4 separate regions of the Mus musculus genome follow, and all the other regions are linked to region 1. Evidence: chromatin contacts called from public HiCAR-type and HiChIP or PLAC-seq data. All regions are on one chromosome and are shown on one strand. The core of a region is the stretch at or near the end of the contact, and the rest is flanking DNA. Distances in the headings are between cores, read along the strand shown. Region 1 has its middle 20 kb from the start of Gm34112. Region 2 has its middle 49 kb from the start of AY702102. Region 3 has its middle 23 kb from the start of Gm52536. Region 4 has its middle 43 kb from the start of AY702102.

The links. HiCAR-type assays count read pairs that join an accessible place to other places. HiChIP or PLAC-seq counts read pairs in DNA pulled down with a chosen protein or histone mark.
Region 2: a contact with region 1 is called in an H3K27ac HiChIP or PLAC-seq map of large pre-B cells, with 9 times the contacts expected there. The contact joins two enhancer-like sites. A contact is called at or near these places in 1 of 115 datasets of contacts at active chromatin or transcription factors (large pre-B cells) and 1 of 9 other capture datasets (embryonic stem cells).
Region 3: a contact with region 1 is called in a HiCAR-type map of embryonic stem cells, with 5 times the contacts expected there. The contact joins two enhancer-like sites. A contact is called at or near these places in 1 of 484 Hi-C or Micro-C datasets (embryonic fibroblasts) and 3 of 115 datasets of contacts at active chromatin or transcription factors (embryonic basal ganglia and embryonic stem cells).
Region 4: a contact with region 1 is called in an H3K27ac HiChIP or PLAC-seq map of embryonic stem cells, with 2.9 times the contacts expected there. The contact joins two enhancer-like sites. A contact is called at or near these places in 1 of 484 Hi-C or Micro-C datasets (uterus) and 2 of 115 datasets of contacts at active chromatin or transcription factors (bone marrow-derived macrophages and embryonic stem cells).

What each region holds. Positions count from the first base shown.
Region 1 is chr2:169,512,414-169,517,742 of GRCm38.p6, reverse strand. No RefSeq gene overlaps it. Among named protein-coding and RNA genes, the nearest start is that of Gm34112, 20 kb to the right of the region's middle. Within about 2 kb of position 2,087, at least 38 of the 459 cell types and tissues checked have an H3K27ac peak or open chromatin away from gene starts, as enhancers often do. A contact at or near this core is called in embryonic stem cells, where this site is marked.
Region 2 is chr2:170,009,117-170,014,445 of GRCm38.p6, reverse strand. It overlaps a transcript of Tshz2 not described here. Among named protein-coding and RNA genes, the nearest start is that of AY702102, 49 kb to the right of the region's middle. Within about 2 kb of position 2,500, at least 16 of the 459 cell types and tissues checked have an H3K27ac peak or open chromatin away from gene starts, as enhancers often do.
Region 3 is chr2:169,099,155-169,104,483 of GRCm38.p6, reverse strand. No RefSeq gene overlaps it. Among named protein-coding and RNA genes, the nearest start is that of Gm52536, 23 kb to the right of the region's middle. Within about 2 kb of position 3,018, at least 4 of the 459 cell types and tissues checked have an H3K27ac peak or open chromatin away from gene starts, as enhancers often do. A contact at or near this core is called in embryonic stem cells, where this site is marked.
Region 4 is chr2:169,917,144-169,922,472 of GRCm38.p6, reverse strand. It overlaps a transcript of Tshz2 not described here. Among named protein-coding and RNA genes, the nearest start is that of AY702102, 43 kb to the left of the region's middle. Within about 2 kb of position 3,047, at least 16 of the 459 cell types and tissues checked have an H3K27ac peak or open chromatin away from gene starts, as enhancers often do. A contact at or near this core is called in embryonic stem cells, where this site is marked.

The DNA.
Region 1 (5,329 bases), core at 838-3,337:
GGTGGGTGACAAGATCAGATGGAACAGTCAAGCCTAGAATGGTTTTACAGACTGAAAGTGCAACAGTAGTTTGAGTCTGCAAAGTATTATAGCTACCAAAGTAGCCCAGCAATAGATGAGATGCTAATGGGATTCAACTATGACTTCTATGCTTATCTGTTGGCATGTTCCTTGCTAGAAATGTATTTTGTCCAATAAGAATAGTAGTGGATATTATAGCTTGGATGGATAATAAAGAAAAAAAAAGACCTTGATGGAGCCTCTGTAATGTCACCTCCCTCTCCCTGTCACTTCTTTGTTCACTCTGGTCACACTGGCCTTCTCTTTTTAGCTAAGCACATCCGTCATTCAGGGGACTTGTTTGCATGGTCTCTTTGTCTCAGCTGTTCTTCCCTTTAGCCTCAGTATTTGGGTTGGTGTCCTTATTTATTCTAATCTTATAGAAATGTCACAGGCTTGACCATCATATCTGTAAGGGGAGTGCTGGCCTTGTTTATTCCCCAAGGCTTTCTTTCTTAAAAAAAATAATTGTCATAAATAGTATGAGTGATGTTGATCTTTTTCTGCCTTCCAGTATCTGCTTTAAGATGTAATCTCAGCCAAGGAATGAATCTGCTTTGTCCATGTAACAGAAATCCCAAGAACTTAACTTGGTGCCAAGTAGGTAGCAGGTACCCCATAAATATTAATTAACTGAGTGGATGGATATTTGGATAGATGGATGGATGGATGGATGGATGGATGGATGGATGGATGGATGGATAAATGGAAGTATGGATGATGTTTGAATATATAGATGGATGGATGGGTGGATGGATGGATGGATGGATGGATAGATGGATGAATGGATTGTTGGATAGATGGGTGGATGAATGGATTATTGGATAGATGGATGGATGGATGGATGGATGGATGGATTGATGGATTGATGGATAGATATTGTTGGATAGATGGATGGATGGATGGATGGATGGATGGATGGATGGATGGATGGGTGGGATGGATAGATGAATGGATAAATGGATGTATGGATGATGTTTGAATATATAGATGGATGGATAAATAAATGGACAGATGGATAGATGGATAGATAAGTGGATGGGTGACTAGATGGGTGAATAAATCTATGAATAGGTGGTAGAGGAATTGATGCATGGATGCATGGTTAAATGAATTAAAAGTGAGGAAGAAAAGAACAGAGATAAAGTATATTAGGGCCTATAAACAAAATGGATTACAAAAGCCAAATTCAAAACAGAAAAATTCTTGTGCTTTAGTTTTAGTCTCTTGTTTCTTCCTTTTGTTCTCCTAGTAAATATTATCTGGATCACAGAGCACATTTGGCGGTGTCCAGAGAGAGCTAAATCTTAAAAGCAAAGACTAAAAAGAAAGCCAAGGGAGATCAAAGGAAAAGATCCACAAAGGTAAAACAAAGGCCAGAAAATCCCCTGCACAGCAGGCACATCCACCCGGGCTGGGCAAGAACTATTCTGGCTTATTATGAAGCTCAATGTTTCATTGTTGAGATGTGAGGTTTTAAGTCATACTAATTCTTCCAAAATTCTGTCAACCTTCCTGTGTTTCACTTGAGGACTATCTTACTGACATTCTCTTTGCTGTGATGAAATATCCTGACAAAGGCCCTCAAGGGAGAAAGGTTGTGTTTGTCTTAGGGTTCCAGAGGGATACAGTCTATCATGGCTGGGGAGATGCAGCAGTGGGCAGGGAGAGCAACAGGAGGGTTGCTGGTCTTGTGGCATCCTACACAGAGGAATCACAGAGGGATCAGCACAAAGGGCTAGGATATAAAACTGGAAGGCCTGCTTCCGGGTCCCCACCTCCTCCAAAAAGGCTATCTCCTGAACTTTCTACAACTTCCTCAAACATTGCTGCCAATTGGGGAGCAAATGTCCTACGAAGAACCATTCATATTGAAATCACAAGACCTCATGACTACCAGGTGGCCCCTGCACTTCTGCAACGGGTGATAGGCACAATAAGTGATGAGCAGACTTGGAGGTCACTACTGGTCCAGACCTTTTAACCACAGGAAGTAGGCAGCTTCGGGTGACTGACTGAACGTGGCACAAAGGAGGGTGGGTGGTATCTGAGGACTAGCAGAAGCCGGTGTTTACCGTGTTTACCGCGGACTGTAATTTGAATGTGAAGTGTTCCTATCCGGTCACGTGCTTCACTATTTTCCACCCAGTGGAGACAGCTGTCTTGGGAGGTTACAGAATCTTTAAAGGTGGAAGGAAGTGGGGCACTCTGGGGGCGAGCCTTGGGGTTATATCCTGGCCTTGTTTCCAACTTGCTCTCTGCTTCCTGATCCTCCCCGATGTGGATGTAAGCAAGCTCCTGCTGCCATGCCTCCCTGATCCCACGAGTCTATCCCCTCCAACGCCAAGCCAAACCAACGCCTTCTTTCCTAACCTGTTTTCCACGGGGATTTTATTATGAGATGAGAAAGGGATAACAGCCTTCATGCAAATGCGCTCTTCTAAGGCTGAATTTTAGTCCTTTCCAGAGAGTTCAGGCCCCTGATTGAGAAAGAGCAATGACCAGGTAGTTTCTGTTTGGAATCGCATGGGGGGGGGGGGGGTCTAATACCCAGATCTCATTGGGCGAATTTGGGTCATGTGATTAGCTCTAATTGCAGAGAAGCAAGCCTGAGTTTTCCAAACCTCTGTCTTCCAGGGAGTTCAGGGGGAAGGGAGATGTAAATGGCTTTTGGAAATTCATTTGCCAATTTCCGCTGCCTCTGCCCATTATGACTTGGGAAGGGCGGGATAAAAGGCCAGTTCATCCATCCTTCCGGTGGACAAATGCAGAATGAGGTTCTCTCGCAAAGCAAAGAGCTCCACTCCAGGTAATGTATTATATTTTGAGCACTGAATGTTTGACAATACATTTCACGGCTCATTTCCTGCTACTTGTGAACGCTAGTAAACACTCAGAGAGAAAATACACATTTTTCATGTCAAATATCCTTGCGACTCCCCCTCCTCCGGCTTGTCAACAGTTAAGCGGACCCCTCTGAGGACAGTCTGCTCGAAATATAATCTTCTGAGACACTAAACCTTAATCTGTCTTAAAATTCCTGTTGTTTCTAGATAAAAGGTTCGTGCAGAAGTATTTCACGAAGCACATCCGTTTTCATGGTGGAGAATAAATTGTATAGTTGGAGACATCGTAGCCCGTGCTGAATTGCCCTTCCCAATCCAGCGTTTAAGAATTTCACCTGGATTACTCTCGCCATCGATCTAGCTAATTCGGTATCATTATTTTTCTCTCATCTCGGCAGGATTTATCCTTCTCTGAAATGAGCTTACGGCATAATAAGATGATCGAAGAGAAAAGACAATGTTGGTGAACCTGGTGTCACTGAATTTCCCACTTCGCAGCCAGGACTAGAACTGAGAAGCTTTGAAAGTCCCCCAATAGAACCGTTTTCTTAAAAAAAGGATTTCAACATGCTATGTTTCATAAGGAGTCTGGCATTGCATAGAGTAACTGGTCCGTTAACTTTCACTGCCAAGTGGGCACAGTCTGGAGTCACCTGAGAGGGCAGTCTCCATTAAGAGATTTCCCAGATTAGACTGCCATGCCGGTGTCAATTGATGGAGGAGGGTTCAGCCCTCTGTGGGCGGTACCGTTGCTTAGGAAGATAGTCCTGGGTGGCATAAGAAAACGTTACTAGCTTCAGGTCCCTACCTTGAGTTCCTGCCCTGACTTCTGTCATGGATAACTGTGGTCTGGAAGTGTAAGCAAAATAACCGCTTTTCTCCCTAAGGTTCATTTGGTCAGAGCGTTTTACATGGCAACAGCGTGATCCTAAGACATGGGCCTCCTGTAGATGCTTGGATTCCTCTTGTTTCTCACCTGCCCCTCCTCTTACACGTAGGATGGGAATCACCAGGCATAAGCAGCCTGCCTTGTGAAGTCAGGATCAAGCCATGCGGGTAATTCAGCATCTCCAGTATGTGCCCTCTCAGGCTCGCGGGGTCAAAGACTCGGCCTCCAGCTGGTGCCTGTTCCAAGAGGTTGTAGAGCCTTTTAGAAAAGATGCCTAGTTGACAGGCTTGGGGGTTTAGGGGTGAACTATATGGGTGTAACCCCAAGTGAAGCCTGAGCTTTCAGCTTCTTGATCATAATAAAACCCAGTACAATAAAAAATAAAATAAAAATATCCAAAAATGAAAGGAAGCAGGGTGGTTAATGTTCAATACCATTATCTGTTTAATCAGATACAACCAACCTCTCTATCTATGGATTCTACATGCCTTGCTTTAACTAAAAAAAAAGATTGAAAATACTTAGGGGAAATTTATATTTTCACTGAACCTATATAGGCTTTTTCTTTACATTACTCCATAAACATTATGACATAATCACTGTTAATGGCTAATTTGCATAGTGTTTGATAGAAACCTAAAGATGATTTACAATGCAGAGGAAAGTGGGGGCTTGAGAGACGGGTTCAGAGCCTAAATTGAAAATGCTTCTCCCGCTGTTAGGCTGTTCACAACCACCTATAACCTCATCTCTCAGGCGATCTGGTGGCCTCTTCTGGCCTCTGTGAACACTGTGCTCATGCACACACACCCTCAAACACACACCTATGCACACACACACACAAATATACACCTATGCACACATACACACAAACACACACCTATGCACACACACACAAACACATGCCTATGCACACACACCTATGCACACACCTATCCACACCCACAAACACACCTATGCACACACACTCACATACCTAAGCACACCCACAAACACACACCTATGCACACACACACACACACACACAAATATACACCTATGCACACATACACACAAACACACACCTATGCACACACACCTATGCACACACACACAAATATACACCTATGCACACATACACACAAACACACACCTATGCACACACACACAAACACATGCCTATGCACACACACCTATGCACACACACCTGTGCACACACACCTATGCACACACCTATCCATACCCACAAATACACACCTATGCACACACACCCACATACCTAAGCACACCCACAAACACACACCTATGCACACACACACCCACAAACACACATCTATGCACACACACACACACACACACACACACTCATAATCAGGACATTACAGAGCCTTCCTGGGCTAGCTTCAGTGCAACACCATAATCAGGACATTACAGAGGCTTCCTGGGCTAGCTTCAGTGCAACACCATAGTCTTTCATAGAAAGGACTTCTGGGTACTTCTTTTGTGTTTGGATTTTTTGAGACAGAGTATCCTTATGTAGCTCAGATGGGCCCCA
Region 2 (5,329 bases), core at 1,251-3,750, 500 kb before region 1:
TGTCCTGGTATTATTAATTCCACCATTTTCTAGTTTACAGTTTGCTCTGTGTCTTCAGGATGTTAGCATTTTGGTGACAAGGACCTTGCCCATGTTACTTACAGCCAAAGACTAAATAACACCTCACCATTCTAGGACCGCACTGAAGATTTACAAAGGAGCGAGTCACTTGACCTAAGTACACAGACTTTCCCCATAGCAAAGAAGTTGCTTCCCTCCCCGTGTCCTCATACAATGTCCCTCAAACATGCCGGCCTGTGGCGTGGCTTCCTGTATCCCGACAAGATGGCCACAGAAGCTATACATGCCTGCAGCTTCCTCGTGTGCTCTTAGGTATTAGTCAGCGGTCGAATGAGGTTCAAGCTGGGAGATGCCTCAGTGAGGACAGTGCCTACCATACAAGCATGAGGACCCAAACCTGAGTTTGGATTCCCTTCCCCCATCCCAGAACCCTTGTAAAAGCAAGGCATGGCCGCATGTGCTTGAAACCTTAGGCCCTGAGGCACTCATAGAGACAGAAGGATGGCTGGGACTTACTGGTGAGCTAGCCTACCTACCAAATGGTACACTAGAGATTCAATGAGAGACCATATCTGAGGGGACAAGGCAGAGTGTCACGGAGTGGACAGCTCCTCTTATACACAAACATACACAGGCATGTGTGCATGAGCGCACACCGCACCTACCCACAAATTAAAAACATTAACCGCGGAGGGACATAGTGGTGCCATCTTTAATTTCAGCAGTCAGGAGACAGAGCAGGTGGATCTCTGAGTTTGAGATGAGCCTCATCTACAAAGCATGTTTCATGCTACCTAGGACTGCAGAGACAGCTATGTGGTCCTAAATCAAAACTCCTCAATCAATCAATCAATCAATCAATCAACCAACCAATCAAAAACAGAACTTTAAGCTTTAAAATGTAAAGTTAGAAATGTTATACAGGTGGTCCAGAGAGATGGCTCAATAGTGAAGAGCAGCTCACTGCTTTTACAGAGTCCTGGAGGAAGTTCCATTCCCAATGCCTACACCAGATGGCCAGGGAATTTGGAATGCCCTCTCCCTTCCCCCACGGCATTCCCTTTAGCGTGCATATGCATGCCCATGTACACACACACACACACACACACACACACACACCATCAAAAATAAATCTTAAAAAGAAGTAAAAGGAAAAGTGTAGAAAGTGTTGGTAACCAAAACATTGTCTTCTTTCACAGGCGTTAGGGAGTTGCTCTGGCTGGCGGGATTATTTATTTGCTTATTTGTTTGTTTGTTCTCAAGCCTTTTAAACAAGGAAGCATTTCTGCAATGATCCTGACTTCTTACCGTTGATTTCCCAAGGTGAAATCAAAGTGTGTAATTATTTTGTGGGTGGATCTCACAGACGCCAATCCTCAGCTGAGTTGACATGTGAAGAGAAGTCTTGGGTTTTCATAATTACAAGATATTTCCTTAATAAACCCTATCTGATCCTTTTCCGCTAATAATTACATGTAATTATATTTACACGTGAGAACATTGCATGCTAATGGAGACTAGGGCCCTGAGGACTTAAGAGGGTTGACAGAATGTTTGACTAGATATGGCCAATCACTCTGTGTCATATAAAGAACTCGGAGAGAAAGGAATGTGTTCAAAAGAAACCAGAGCAGTGGAGAAACCCAGCGCATTCATTAATTGATAATATTTTTGTTAGGTTTTTGGTTTCAAGTGTCTTTTAGTGCCTGCACTTGAATTTAAATGTCTAAAAGGAACGGGTATTCAGAGAAAGAAAAGTAATTACACCCTGTAATTCTGATTTAATTACAAGGAAATAGATGTAACACGATGTGGTAAAAGTTATGATGGGTTCTTTAAATGATATATGTCATTAACATGTTAATTGGCATGAAATCTAAGCTCCCAGCCAGAGAGCTCATAGGTGAAGCTGAGGCCAGGGCCGTTTCGGGTGGGATCAGGGTTAAGATCCTGCGAAGGCATCTCGAGTGGGATTCTGTCCTGTAGGTTTCCCCCAGTCGTGTAGAATACAAAGAAATTCCAGTCCTGCTCTTAAAGAAACGAAACAAAAAGGCTGCTTGTGAGATGCTGGTGTGGCTAGCTTGAACTTGTAACTGGAGAGCCATAATGTCAGGGAGAAATTAAGGGGAGGGATGGGTTTTCCTCTGTCCAGAGACCCAGCCCCGCAACTGTAAAAATTGAGCTCTTCCCACGTCTTCACGTAACGATGAAGTGAAATGCACACAGATTTTTATTATTAAAAAAACTTGCCTTTCCTCAAAGACCCATTGGGGGATCTGTTTATTTTATTTAATTTTGATGTTTTTGGCGCATGGCTGGGGTTAGTCATCAAAACAGGAAGGGATGCCTCTTTATTCAGCAGAAGGAATTAGCCACGCTAGAATGAGCTTTGCTGGTTGGACGCTGTGTGAAACTCTTGGTTTGTTTTGTGTGCGTGTGTTCATGCATGCCACAGCATGTATATATAGAAGTCAGAGGCAAACCTCTCTCCTTTCATCTTGTAGGTCCCCGGGGATCAAACTTAGGTCCTCAGGCTTAGTGGCAAGCTCCTTTACCCACTGGGCTATCTCACCAGCCCATAATACTTGGTTGAGCTAAGTGCAGTGACACAGAGCTTTGCCTGGAGAAACATGCACAACAGGGTGAGGACGGACTCGGCGAGTCTCTGTGACAGCGGAGGTGGATGGGGCAGGCTGGGGACAGCACCCTGCTTGCTCCTGTTCTGTGCTTAGGCTTCTGGGCACTGACAGTGAATGATGTCATGGTTAATATTGATTGGAAGATTGACAGAATCTAGACTCACCCAGGAGGCAAACCTTTGGGTATGTCTGTGAGAGATTTTTCTAGACTGGTAATGTCAGGATGTCTGAGGCTAGTGCCCCATACAGAGATGTCAACACATGACCTCCACCACTTTGGCTGTGTTGCCAGACATCACAGGAATCGAGCACACGCACGCCTGCTCTCAGAGGCTAGCCACAGTTACCTGAACTCCAAAGGCCCCACTCAAGAGCCCTCAGAACAAGAGGTAGGGAGAAAAGCAAGCCGGCGTGGGCCATGCAGGCAGCAATGCTACAGTGTTAACTCAGCTTGTGCTCAGCATCCACAGTACTGTCACTGTCATGTTCTTGTCGCTTGACACAGAACACCTCTTTCGTGGCTTTTTCTACAAGCATTGATTTTATACACTTATTTTTTTGGAGCTAAGGTCCCGCCCTCTCTCTAATGCAGCATGGTCTTGAACTTGTGATTCTCCTGCCTGAGCCTACTGAGTGCTGGGATTGTAGACCTGTGCTACCACTTTGGCCAAACATTGATTGAAACACCACCACCACCACTACCACCATCACCATCACCACCACCACCACCACCACCACCACCACCACCACCACCACCACCACCACCACAACCAAACTCTTTCTCTGTCAATCAAAACACTCTTACTTCCTGGGGCCTTCTAACAGGTCAGGTCAGTTTTCTGGGACACCTCAGATGTCCGTGGTGGTCAGCTAGGACTCATTTGCCACTGTGCTGCTCTCAGATCTCATGGGACCAGAGGTGGGGCGTTCATGTGTGTATGTGTGTTCATTCATGTGTGCATGTGTGAGTGTGTGCAAGTGTATGCATGTGTGTGTGAGTGTGTATATGTGTGCCATTGAGTGTGCATATGTGTATGTTTGTGCATGTGTGCCTGTGTTTAAGTGTGAGTATGTGAGTGTGTGTATATGTGTGTAGATGTAGCTATGTGTTTTTGTGCGTGTGTGCCTGTGTTTGACTGTGTGTGAGTATGTATGTGTGTGTAGATGTATGTATGTGTGTGAATGTTTGCATGTGTGTATGTTTTGTGTGTGTGTACATGTGTGTGCATGTGTGACATATGTATGCATGTGCACTTGTTGACTCTGTGTGTTTGAGTGTGAGTGTATGTGTGTATGTGTTTGCATGTGTCTATGTTCTTGCACATGTGTGTGTGTGTGCATGTGTACCTGTTGACTCTGTATGTGCATGTGTGAAGTGTGTCTGCACATGTACCTGTTGAGTGTGTGTGTGTAAGCAGAACTGAAAAGCCAAGGACCTCAGCATTCTCCAAGCCCCCGCTCCCCTCCCTTCAGAGAGGGCCACCAGCTCATTTCGACTTAGATGCTCAGTGACACTGTTCTTTTCCTGCCCTCATTGGCTCTAGCTCTGGTTTTTCCTTCAAGTCTCTCAAGCAGAAGCCACCTTGGAGACCCACAGTTTTCTCCCAGCAGCTCCTGCTCCGCCTCTTGCCCCCGGATGAACACCCGCCTTCCTCACCTGCCACCACAAAGACAAGGAGGGCCATTCATAATTTAAGTCAGCCCTTTCTTTCTTACATGCACCAACATGTGCCTGACGCTGGGGGAAAAACTGAACTCTCTCTCCCAGGACACACTGAAGATCAAGCGGCATCTCATTAGGACGCACTTCAAAGACTCGCCCTTTATTTCCATACAAACAAGTTTAAATTATTGTGCGTGATTCTGCTGTTAGCAGGGACTCTGATCCATTATGCATGAAGCCTTGCCGCTCCGCTCCCATCGTGAACAATGGCGGGCATGCCATTAGCCTTCTCCTGGAATATGCTAAACCTTGGGAGTGGCCACGTTATTAGGTTAAAGTTCCGTCATTAATTATTAATTTTATTCCTTACTAGCTAGAGTGCTCTGGAGTATCAGACAGGTATTGCAAACTTGTAATCAAGCACAGCGGAATGCAGGCGGCAGCTGCAACGTCTTTATTCTTATTTAACATTTATCGAGCCCTCACCGTGAGCGAGGGACCGTGCCCAGTGCCCACCTTCTCTGCACCAGAACCTCACGATATTGCAACATTTTACATATGAAAAAATTAATAATTAGGGAAGAATCCAACTTGCCTATGGGTGAAATGCATAAGGGACCCCCCCCCCCCCCGGGACTACAGATACTTCCTGTCGTGGGTTCGGATCTCAGATACCGTAGGCTCCATATCTAGACACCTGGTCCCCAGCTCAGGGCACTGTGACAAGCTGGTGGACTTGAACACAAAGGGCGGGCGGACCTTTGAACTTTTGAAGGTAATATTCTAGTCCTGGCTTTGATCTAGCTTTCCCTATCTTCTCTGGTTGCTATACAAAGACCTGTACTGAATGCTTCCTCTAGGCCCCGCCCCCGCCCCGCCCCCACCCTACCCCCTAACATCGTGGGGCAGCTCAGCCACCCCTTCCATCCATGACAGACTAAAAGCCCCCACACCATGAACCCAAATCAACCTTCCAGTGGTTCCAGCCCAGTGTTCTGTCACAGTG
Region 3 (5,329 bases), core at 1,769-4,268, 410 kb after region 1:
ATGTGGGAAGTGGGTGGAGGCTTCCTCGACATCCCAGGCCCTCCCTGCCCCCTGCTCCCTGCCGCCTCCACACTCAGAGGCACCATAACCCAGGCAACTTACAGAAGGAGTTTATTTGGCTTGTGATTCCAGAGGGCAGTGTGGCAGAGTAGAGGTGGCAGATAGCAGGTGACAGGTGGCTGAAGTGGTAGTTGAGCAGTGGTGAACTCACAGCTAAACCGCAAACAGGAAGGGGAAAAAAGCCCTGGAAATGGTGGGCAGCTTTTGAAACCTCAGAGCTCAATCAACCCCAGTGAAGTACTCTCTCCATCAAGGCCTCGCCTCCTGAACCTACCCAAAGAACACCATCGGGTGGGTACGGAGTATTCAGATGCCCAAATTCTGAGGGAGGGCATCTCATTCAAACCACCACAGGTATAGAGAGGTACACCAAGCTCTATAGATTCAGGTATGGACTCCTCACCTGGTGTGGAGGAGGAAGCTGCTAACCGTGACGGGAGGCAACTCAGGCCTGCGCAAGTCCTGGCTTCTTGTGAGAATGGACTGGACCATCTTCACGGGAGAAGAAAAGAATCTTTTCTCTTACTCCAGACGATTTGCAAAGTACGTTAGTGTGGATTTACTTAGTTTGTTTTCTATCTCCAGGATAGCATTAATAAACAAATTTGAAATTGCACTGAGTCAGAATGTAAATTATTTACAATGTGCGTGAAGAGCTCAGAGGGCTTTGTAAGGTGAATAATTTATAAACTCACAGGAAAACTTTTTTTTTTTTTTACTAATTAAGGGTGAAATTTTTACCAATAAATCATGAGAGGTTCGGAGAGGCCCATGGAGTGATGATCAGTTCCACACAGCTAACGGTTAGTAAAGGAACTAAACTACACGCCAAGTGTATGGCTGGACACGGTTGCATGATGAGAAACTAGGACTTGGCTCAGGGATAGAGCTTTGCCTAGCATGAACTGGGTCAGATCTCCAATACAGCAAAAACAGAAAAGAAAAATAAAGATCAAAAAAAGGAAGAGAAAGTCGGGCAGTGGTGGTGCACGCCTTTAATCCCAACACTTGGAGGCAGAGGCAGGCAGATCTCTGAGGCCAGCCTGGTCTACAGAGTGAGTTCCAGGACAGCCAGGGCTACACAGAGAAACCCTGTCTCAAGAAAAAAAAAAAAAAAGAGGAAGAGACAGAACTGTATGTAGAGTTTCTGCTGTGAAGACAGGCGTGGCATCCTCAGGGCCAAGTGTGCACTGCCATTCCCCAGAGTGACCCCCCAGATGGCCCTCAGGCCCTGCGAAGGAGCCAGCCATGGTTGGAGCCAGCATAGGAAAGAGGGATTGTTAGACGGGCTAACACTGGCTGTCTTCACTTTGAAGAGGCTGAAACCTGCTCGTTATTCGGTTCACAAGGCTGGGTGCCTGGGCAGTCTCAACCTTGTTCTGAAGGCCTGGAGGATGCCAGCAAAGGCCCCTGTCTTCAGTCCATGTCGGAAGCCTGAAGGAGCTGCAGTCTCCTGTGAGGAAAGGACATGTCTTTCATGAACTTCCACTTTCCACACAGCCTGCTAACTTCTATCTATTAGGTGTTGGTTGGGTGGCTTTGGTTGGTTGGTTGGTTGGTTGGTTGGTTGGTTGGTTGGTTGGTTGGTTTTGGTTGGTTGGTTGGTTGGTTTTGGTTGGTTGGTTGGTTTTGGTTGGTTGGTTGGTTTTGGTTGGTTGGTTGGTTTTGGTTGGTTGGTTGGTTTTGGTTGGTTGGTTGGTTGGTGGTGGTAGTGGTTGTTGTTTTGTCTTTGGTTTTTCAAGACAGGGTTTCTCTGTGTAGCCCAGGCTATATTGGAACTTGATCTGTAGACCAGGCTGTCCTTGAACTCACACAGATCCACCAGCCTCTGCCTCCTGAGTGCTGGAATTAAAGGTGTGGGCCACAACCACCTGGCTTCTGTTTTAAAATACCATTTCTTCCCTTATTGCATTTACCAAATAGTTTTTCTTCCACATTCACAAATAGGAACTGAGACATAGCCAAGCCACCATTCATATTTATTGAGAAAGTCTAGTTTCCAGTTGAGAACCATCTTCCCCATCCCTTGAGGGCCCTCTACTTCAGCCTCCATAGCTCCTGTCATTTTGTTGCGTCTGGAGTTGTTCTTCTGGCTGTTGTTAGTTTCACCGGCATGTTTATATCTACGAGATCAGAAGTGGAAATTACATAAAATCTGAGGCCAGTTAAATAACCCCAATATCGTTCTAATATACCATTCAGTCGTAGTAACCAACTGCCCCATAAGGGCGTGTTAAGAATCAGCAAACTGGCAGAGCCATGAATAAACCAGTTTCTGCAGGTTTCAGTCACTGCTGTATTTCCATGGCCCAGCACATGACTAACGACTCAGAGAATAAACATTGCGGAGTGGTGGGAAGGAGGAACTAGAAAGCTGCCTGGTGCGTGCAATCACAGACTCCCTGGAACCCACGGGAGGAGTCAGTGCTGCTCAGAGGCATGCATGCTGTGGAGACTTACTGGAGAACACAAGAAGGGAAAGCCTAGAAGATTCTCTCCCCCAAGGGTTCTGGAGAAGTTCTAACCATGTTCACTCTGGAAACACTTCCGTGAGTCACCAGTTTTTCGGGATAAAGGAAATTCAATCTGGATTGAGGGCAAAGAATGCCTTCTACGGCCAAGATGGGAGGTGTTTCCTGAAGAGCAAACAAATGTCCCGGACCTTCCTACTGCTGTGGTAGACAGATAGGAAGAGGAAATGGGGGCAGGGCATGCTGGAGTTCAAGGGTAGGGCCCTGCATTGCCTGTGTAAAACCCTGGATTCTATCCAGTATCAAATAAAACTGGGGGAGGGTACTGCCTTGTGATCCCAGCACTTGGGAGAGAGAGAAAAGAGGACCGGGGGTTCACAATTATCCTTGGCTACATTGGAGGTCAGCCTGGGCTACATGAGATCCTGCCTCAACAGACAGAGCGGGAGCACAGTGGAGATACTGAGCCGGCAACAGGATGGGGTCAAAGTTCATGCAGCGTCTGCTTCCCCTCTCCAACAGGGACACCATCGCCCTCCCTCAAGATCCTATAAACAAGTGAGAGAAGCGCACCTTGGTCAGCAGCATTGACGTTTACTCTGTCTTTCTATAAGAAGAAAGAAAAAAAAAAAAAGAAACAAAAAAACTTTTCAAAGTACCTGATCGTACTGATCTATAAGGAAATTAAAACGTCGCTCCCTCTAGGCAAAGTCATATTCAAATTTTTAAAAAAAATGGGCTTTTTCTTCTCTGTGTTTGTGTGCCAACTTTGGGGGTCATCCCTCAGATGCCTTCCCCCTTTGGCTTGAGAAGTAGCCTCTCACGGACCTATAATTCTCCATGTAAGCTAGGCAGGCAGCCAGGGAAGCCCAGGGGTCCTTCTGCCTCTGCCTCCCCAGTGCTGGGATTGCAAGCATGCACCACCATGCCTGGTTTTTCACATGGGTTCTGAGGATGGAAGTCTAGTCCTTGTGCTTGCAAGGCAAATATTTCACCAAATGAACCATGGCCTCAGACACCGCCAACCCCTGGCCCACCCCCACCCCCACTCCCCCACCCACCCACCCCACCCACCCCACCCCCCCACCCCCGTCACCAGTCTCCAGCCCCACCTACGCCTCCCCCATCCCTCCCCTGCCTCTCCCACACACCACCACCACCCCACCCGCCCCCGCATATTTTAATTGGAGTAGACTCTGGCTTACAGTCTTTTGGCCTCTGGCATCAGCCTCGGTTCACGGTAGGGTCACGTCCTCAGCACCCCCACCACAACCCCGCCTCTGCCACTGAAGCTCAGGTCTGAAGGCAGAAATTCTCTCCAATAACATCTCCTTTGACTTGGAGGATGTAACTCAAAATCACATCGGGTGGAGTTTTTTAAGTCTGGAACTAGGAAACCCGGGGTCACAGCAGCAGTGTCCCAGCCTCCTTCCACCCTGTCATTTCTCCATATAATTTTCCTTCCCATGACCATCAAGTGGTCCAAAACTGTTGCTGGAAGTACCCGCTGCCATCAGGTATCATACGATCCGGAAGAATGGAAGGAGAGAGGCATAGAGTCGGCTCCTTTTAAATATATTCCCACATAATTAAACAAAAACTTAGATTCACAGCCCCAGTGTGCTGCAAAGGACTCTGGGAGGACTTGCTACACTGGGGGCTGTTTTGTGGTACTGAATAACTGAAGGTCAAGTCTAGGGAATACGGGGAGGGGCGGTTTCAGGTAAGGAAATTATCGGTTCTCCCACTCACTCCAGTATGGCTTATGCCCAGTTTTAATTTGTCTTTCTCTGCCTCTCTTTAAGTGCTAAGAAAAATAATGAGATATCTAAAGTTTTCTGAAACCCTGAAACCGAACTCATTTACCTTTATAATTTTCTATTAATCTCCTCCCCGAATTCATTTTGCATTTAATTCCGGTCTCCAGCACTTTAATTCCGTCGCTTCAGCCTTCACACATTAGCGGTCTCCGTCTTGTCAGACTTTCTCCTCTCTCTTATGTTCATTTATTTGAACTTTTAGTGGTCTTCTAGCCGATCCTTTATCCTTTTTATTACGAGAGCATGAAATTTTATAATCCCCGGGAGCTTTGTTAGTCAGCTGCTGCAAGGCTCTTAACCCCGGCTAATTTATTCCTTCATTTTTGACTTTCAGATCTGAAGCACGCCTTAATATTTTGTTTTTGAATATGAAAGTAACTTTTATTAAGTAGGTTTATTGCATTAATAGATTTTTATTTCCATTTTTACAGTTATGTTTAAGTTCCCGGCTAGTTACACTACAGATCATTTTAATAACGATTTATAATGCGAAGTGATATAATTTATTTCTGAATATTGTAAAAATGCTCATGGTAGACTACAGAGAAATTTTATAAAACTTCACCTGAAAGTCACATCCAAAGAACATGGATTTTTTTTCCAAACTCCCCAACCATTTTATTGATATTTATTATAAAAGAAATTCCAAAGAAAGTTCTCTTTTTAAGGGAAAACAAAAATTAAGATTGTGTCTTCTAAAATAGCAGGCTGCAGTTCTATTTTGGTTTTTATTTACCTCATCCTGTCTCCTCTCTGCTCTGACCTCTGGAAGGCGGCGGGGGACCCATATTTCCTTAAGATCTCCATTATTGGAATGATCAGTCCTCAGCTATGAAAAGTCTTAGCTCAGGTTACATCATCAGGAACAATCATGTCGGCATTAACTGAGACATATATGCGACGATAAAGTCATGACGGCGATTACAAGGCTCAGCCCGCTCCTCCACCTCTTCCTCCTCCGTGAAAGATGTGGCAGGG
Region 4 (5,329 bases), core at 1,798-4,297, 400 kb before region 1:
GAGAATGAAGCATAAAACATTGGGAGTCTATGGAGTGGAATTCCACCTGGTGGATGAGCATCTGTGGAGCTGAGCAGAGAGTCATGCAAGCATGAGGACCTGAGCTCCAAGCCTAGAATGCAGGCGAAAACAGTGAGGGTGGTGTATGCTTATAACCACATCCTGGGGAGTGAAGGGAAGGCCTGGAGCTCGACGGCTGGCCAGCATAGCCTGCTTAGCAAGTGCCTGGCCAGTGAGAGCTCCTGACTAAAACAGTGTGCATGGTACCCGAAAAAAAATCACACCCATGGTTGAAAACCATGTATGAAATGAAGATGGTATCCCCCTAGTTCTTACTGGTGCCGAGACCTCGGCCAAGTTATGCCAACTCTCTAAGAAGCAGCCTGACTCCCATGGGAATGGGGCTTTTGAGGGCATTGGTGGCCAAAGGATGCTTGTTCTACAGAAAGTGGTCACTGTTGATACACACGAAGCGTGGAAAAGTGGGTGGCAGCCCAAGGTGGCTTCTGCAAGCTTCTTGGTCCAGGGGGAAAGGCAGATGGACTCCAGGAACAGCTGTGAGGTAGAGCAGTTGCTTGGCTGCAGGGTTTGTGTCTGAGCCTGACCACTGGTCCAAATCCCTATCCTCTAGGGTAGAACTGAAGACATAGATCATTCACATTTGTAGCCTCCAATGTTAGGGGTCCTCAGGCTTCTTAGCCCACTGTCCTTTAGTTTGGTCACTGGTGTCACATGGTCTACGCTTTCCTCGTAGACCAGCACCCCACAGTCTCAATAGTTAGTCACTGCTACAAAGTCATTGCATGGGAGGAGGCAAGACCCTCCATGTCAGTGGCCAAAAGAAATCTAAGGAGTCACTCAGACAAAATTCCAAATCTCTCTTCCTCCTCCTCCTCTTGTTTTCACTTAATAATACCAACCATTTTTCTTGACCCTTTGTCGTTCTTTTTGGGAATTAAAAACAGGATATGCCAGTATCCCATCTCAAGGGCTTGGTTGGAAAGAAGGGGATTCCTTAAGATAGAAGTGGCAGTCTTTCCATCAGATGGACAGACCGAAACCTCCATTCAGCAGGTGATGTTATAAGCAAGCAGGGGTGAAAGCTACCAACCCTCTCCTGGGTTTCAGAAGGAACTCAAGCAAGGCAGGGCAGGGAACTCTACTCTCTCAGTCCTGGCTTGAATCTAGGTACTAATCCTGGATTCCCAGATTCCCTACGCAATTCTCAGTACGTATGAGTGATATTTACATCCACAATATAATAAGTTTTTTTTCTTGTTGCGTGATAGAGATTCTGTGACATGGAACGTCAAAGCCTAACTGAAGATCTGATTTTGCTCTGTGTGTTTTTGACGGGGGTTCCATGGGCTGCTGTGTGGACTGTGGCCTTTCCTTTAGCTCCTCAAGGGGGAGCAACCACGTGGCTTTGCTTCATCCCTCAAGCTCACCCTAAATAAGCATCTACCATGTAGGCCAAAGGTTGGTAAAAGCTCGCATAAGAGATAAATAAAAGGCATTTTAGTTTTCCTGGGTGTATGTAGTCCCCACTGCAATCCTGAGAGCCTTAACATTAAAGCGTAAAACCAACCATGACATATGAAAGCAAGTGGTACGGCTGAGTCCCAATAAAACTTTATTTATAAAACAGGCAGACAGCCAGGTCTGCTAACTCCTGACTAGGATAGCACTGTGTTAGGTGAGTCAGGCAGAGAACCCGGAGGAACTGAGTACCCGAGGTTTGACTCTCTCTCCTTTGGCTCAGCTGCTTTGTCATCTAAGCAAACACATTCACTTACCCAGGTCCATTTTTCTACAAACGCCCAGCCTGACACCAGCGGTACTCTGGTTTGCTTTCCCAGAGTGTCTCTGTTGGGGTTTCTATTGCTGAGCTAAAACACCATGATACAAAGCCACTTATCTCAGCTTACAGCTCCAAGTCCCGAATCCCAGGGAGTCAGGGCAGGAACTCAAGGCAGGACCCTGGCGTCAGGAACTGAAACTGAGGCCCTGGAGGAGACTGGCTTTCCGTGAATTGCTCTCCCTGCTTTCTTACAGTACCCAGGGCCACCTGTCCAGGGGTGGAACTAATCACATGAGCTTGGATCTCCAACATTCATCATCAATCAAGAAAATGACCTATAGACTTCCTATTGGCCAATTATGTGAAGCATTTTCTCAGTTAAGACAGCCTCTTCCCAGATGACCCTGGCTTGGGTCAAGTTGACATAAAACTAGCCAATATACTTATGTTTCCGGAGGGACCAGATGAGGCAACAGATCTCAGAGTGTTTTGACTACATAGAATATGTGTTTAAAGGGTACTGTTATAATTATAGTTTTTCTTCCCAGAAATCTGTGAGCTTCTAGAGACAAGCTTGTATCTTTTAACTCTGAATTTCTGTTTTTTTTTTCTTAGCACATTCACTTTTATATACCAGACACACTATGACTGTTTGTTAAATAAAAAGAAAGCTGAAGAACGGGGCTGTAGCTCCGTTGGTGGTGTGCATGCCCAGCGTGCATAAATCCCGGGCTGATCTCCTGACCACATGAACTGGGTGTGGTGGTCCAGGCCTAGAACAACTCGGGGGATGGAAGGAGGAGAATCAGGAGTCAGAGTCATCACGGACTATACAAGACTCTGTAGTGTTGGGAATTAAACCCAGGGCTTTATGTGTGAGGCAAATGTTTTAATGGGCTATGAACTCATCCCAAGAGATAGTCAAAGGGCAATAGCCTTTGAAGGAGATCCCAGCATAGTGGTTCGGTGTGTGTGTGTGTCTCAGGGGTGGGAGGGGAGCTTCCTTTTATACCTGAATTAGGCACAGGCCACACCCAAACACTTGTTTTCACAGAGAGATTCTTTATTAAAGGGGGGAAGAAAAGTTAGAGCGGCCACTCTCTGTGGCTCTGGCAGACACAGACCGGCAAATGACCTTGCAGGTGCAACGTCTAAGAAGAGAAAAGGAGAAGGGCTGTTAGAATGGCCTAGGAGGCTGTGCTAGGTTTTGATTTGGCATGTTAATTAGGTGAGTCAAAAGGGGCTTTTTCATTGCTGGACTTCAATACTTTGATTGCTGGACCTTGATAGTCAGCCTCAGGAGGAGGAAGTGGCCAAATAAGGGAATAGACCTTGGTGGCTGGCTTTAGGAATGTAATCTAATGGTTTTTAGGGAGGCAGAGGGAATGGGGGAGAAGGGCAAGGACTGCCAGAGGCAAGTTGCTCCAGCTGGCCAGAGTCCCTTCAGCCTTTATCTGTGCTACTGTACTCACTAATTTAGACTCATGATGCAGACATTTGAATATGTAAATAGTAGGTTATATGAAGCAGGGAGAGGTGGGGATGGCAGTTAACTGGAGAAAGTGTACCCTATGCAAAGGGACCACGGTCCTTAGCTCCAGGGAGTCTATGTGGCAAGGTGGGCCTTCCCCAAGAGTTTGAGAAGTTGGAAATCTATGTATTTAACTCCATTTCTTGGGTTTTTAAATATTGGTAGTTAATTCTCAAGTCTAAAAAATCGATAACCCTTGTCGTCAGACCAATTGGAACTCTTGTAATTTATAGAAGATATAAATGGAAGTCATAATTAAAAATAATTAGAAAATCCTTAGGTTTCACTGTGGTACACCCCAGCCTGAATGAACGGCCTCTCCTGTTGCTGTAAGATCATTTAAAAAACAAGGCCCTAGAGCATGCCCTGACATCACTATTCGCTGTTTTTCTCTTTTGTTCTGTTTTTAGTTCAGATCTTCCTCTTTGGGCAAGTCTTCCCTAAACCTGCCTGAAGCAGCACTGTGGGGCTGGAAAGTCATGTGACTGGGAAACCAGTCTGGAGCAAGAATGAGGCCGTTTCCAAACCCTGAAAATTTTGTCCCGAGCCCTGCAGGCGCAGTGCTGTCTTCCCCTTGCTTTGGGCCTGTATGTCCACTACATGGAAGCCTTATGACCTTCACCTCCACCACCCTTGAGATAGTCCTGTAGCCTGGTGGCCGAAGTATAGGTTAAACTTCCTCTCTCTCTGTTAGGACGTGCCCAGCAAGCGCATGTAAATGAAGCATTCTTGAACCTCAGCCTCAGCCAATGATGCTTATTCACTGTAAAACCCCTACCCACTCCCTAAGCTTTATATAGCCCCTGCTGACCCTCAGATAAAGAGAGCTTTCTCGCTGAAAACCATCTCCAGAGAAGGCTATTTCTCCCCCACTCACACCATCTGAGTCCCGCTAACCCACCCACTCAGCTAAGCTCCGTTCCTTTCAGTCTCGCCCACTGTGTAACGACAGGTGCCTGGATACCCTGAGCGCAGAAGCTGACCTGGGCCAGCATGGCATTTCTCCCTGTTCTTCTCCAAGCTGCTTCTTTGGACTGGGCGTAACCTTCTTGAAGCAGCTCTACTACGATTTCCGGAAGACTTGAACTATCTCAAGTTCTGGCCGTCGTAGCCGTTGAACACACATGTGGAATGAGTCACTGTGTGGATCTACTGCATTAGACTAGGTGCTGGGAGATAGTGGGCTGTTTGGTGCCCAAGCGTGAGGAGCCCCCCCCCCCCAGCTCCCACATAAACACTGTCTGCAGAGTTACTGCAATCTCAACACTAGGGAGGTGGATACAGGAGGAGTCTTGGAGCTTCATGGCCAGCCAACCAAGCTAAATCAAGGAGTGTCCCAGGTGCTGTAGGAGACCTGAATACATACACACACATGTAAAAAGCTTGGACCCGTATACAAGCACCACATATATACAGACATGCACACGCATGCACACGCAGGAGCGTGCAGAAGATACCCAGACAACTCAGTCACCTACCCTGCGACCAGAACACAGATGGGAAAAGAATTTCCGTAAACAAGAACCTGACCATCAATATCAACCTCAGCCTTACTGACCAGCGACTGACTCCCGACACTGGGGAACATCCAGAAATCTGTCTACATCCTGGCTTTTACACGATGTCTGCGACTCAGCGCTTGCTAAGATCAGCCTCTTGGCAATGGCTGTGTAGATTTTTTTTTATGACGCCCACAAATTAGTGGGGACACTGACGAGTGTAAACTGCTCTGACAGATGATGGGAAGAGGTCTGACATATTTTCATAGAACAGAAAGCTTTCCTATTTTGAGACATTCTTAGAGGGGGTGAAAAAAAAAGGAGCCATTAGAAACGTTAAAGGTTCAGCAAGAGCCAGTCAGCTTAAGCAGGAAAACACTGATGTCTGCAGAAGGCCTCGTCGTCTCACCTGTCATGAACTTTACTCCAGTCAAACTGTTAGGTCGCTAGTGAGATATTAGCTTGAAGATCCTTAAGAATAGCCCCCCACCCCCATCA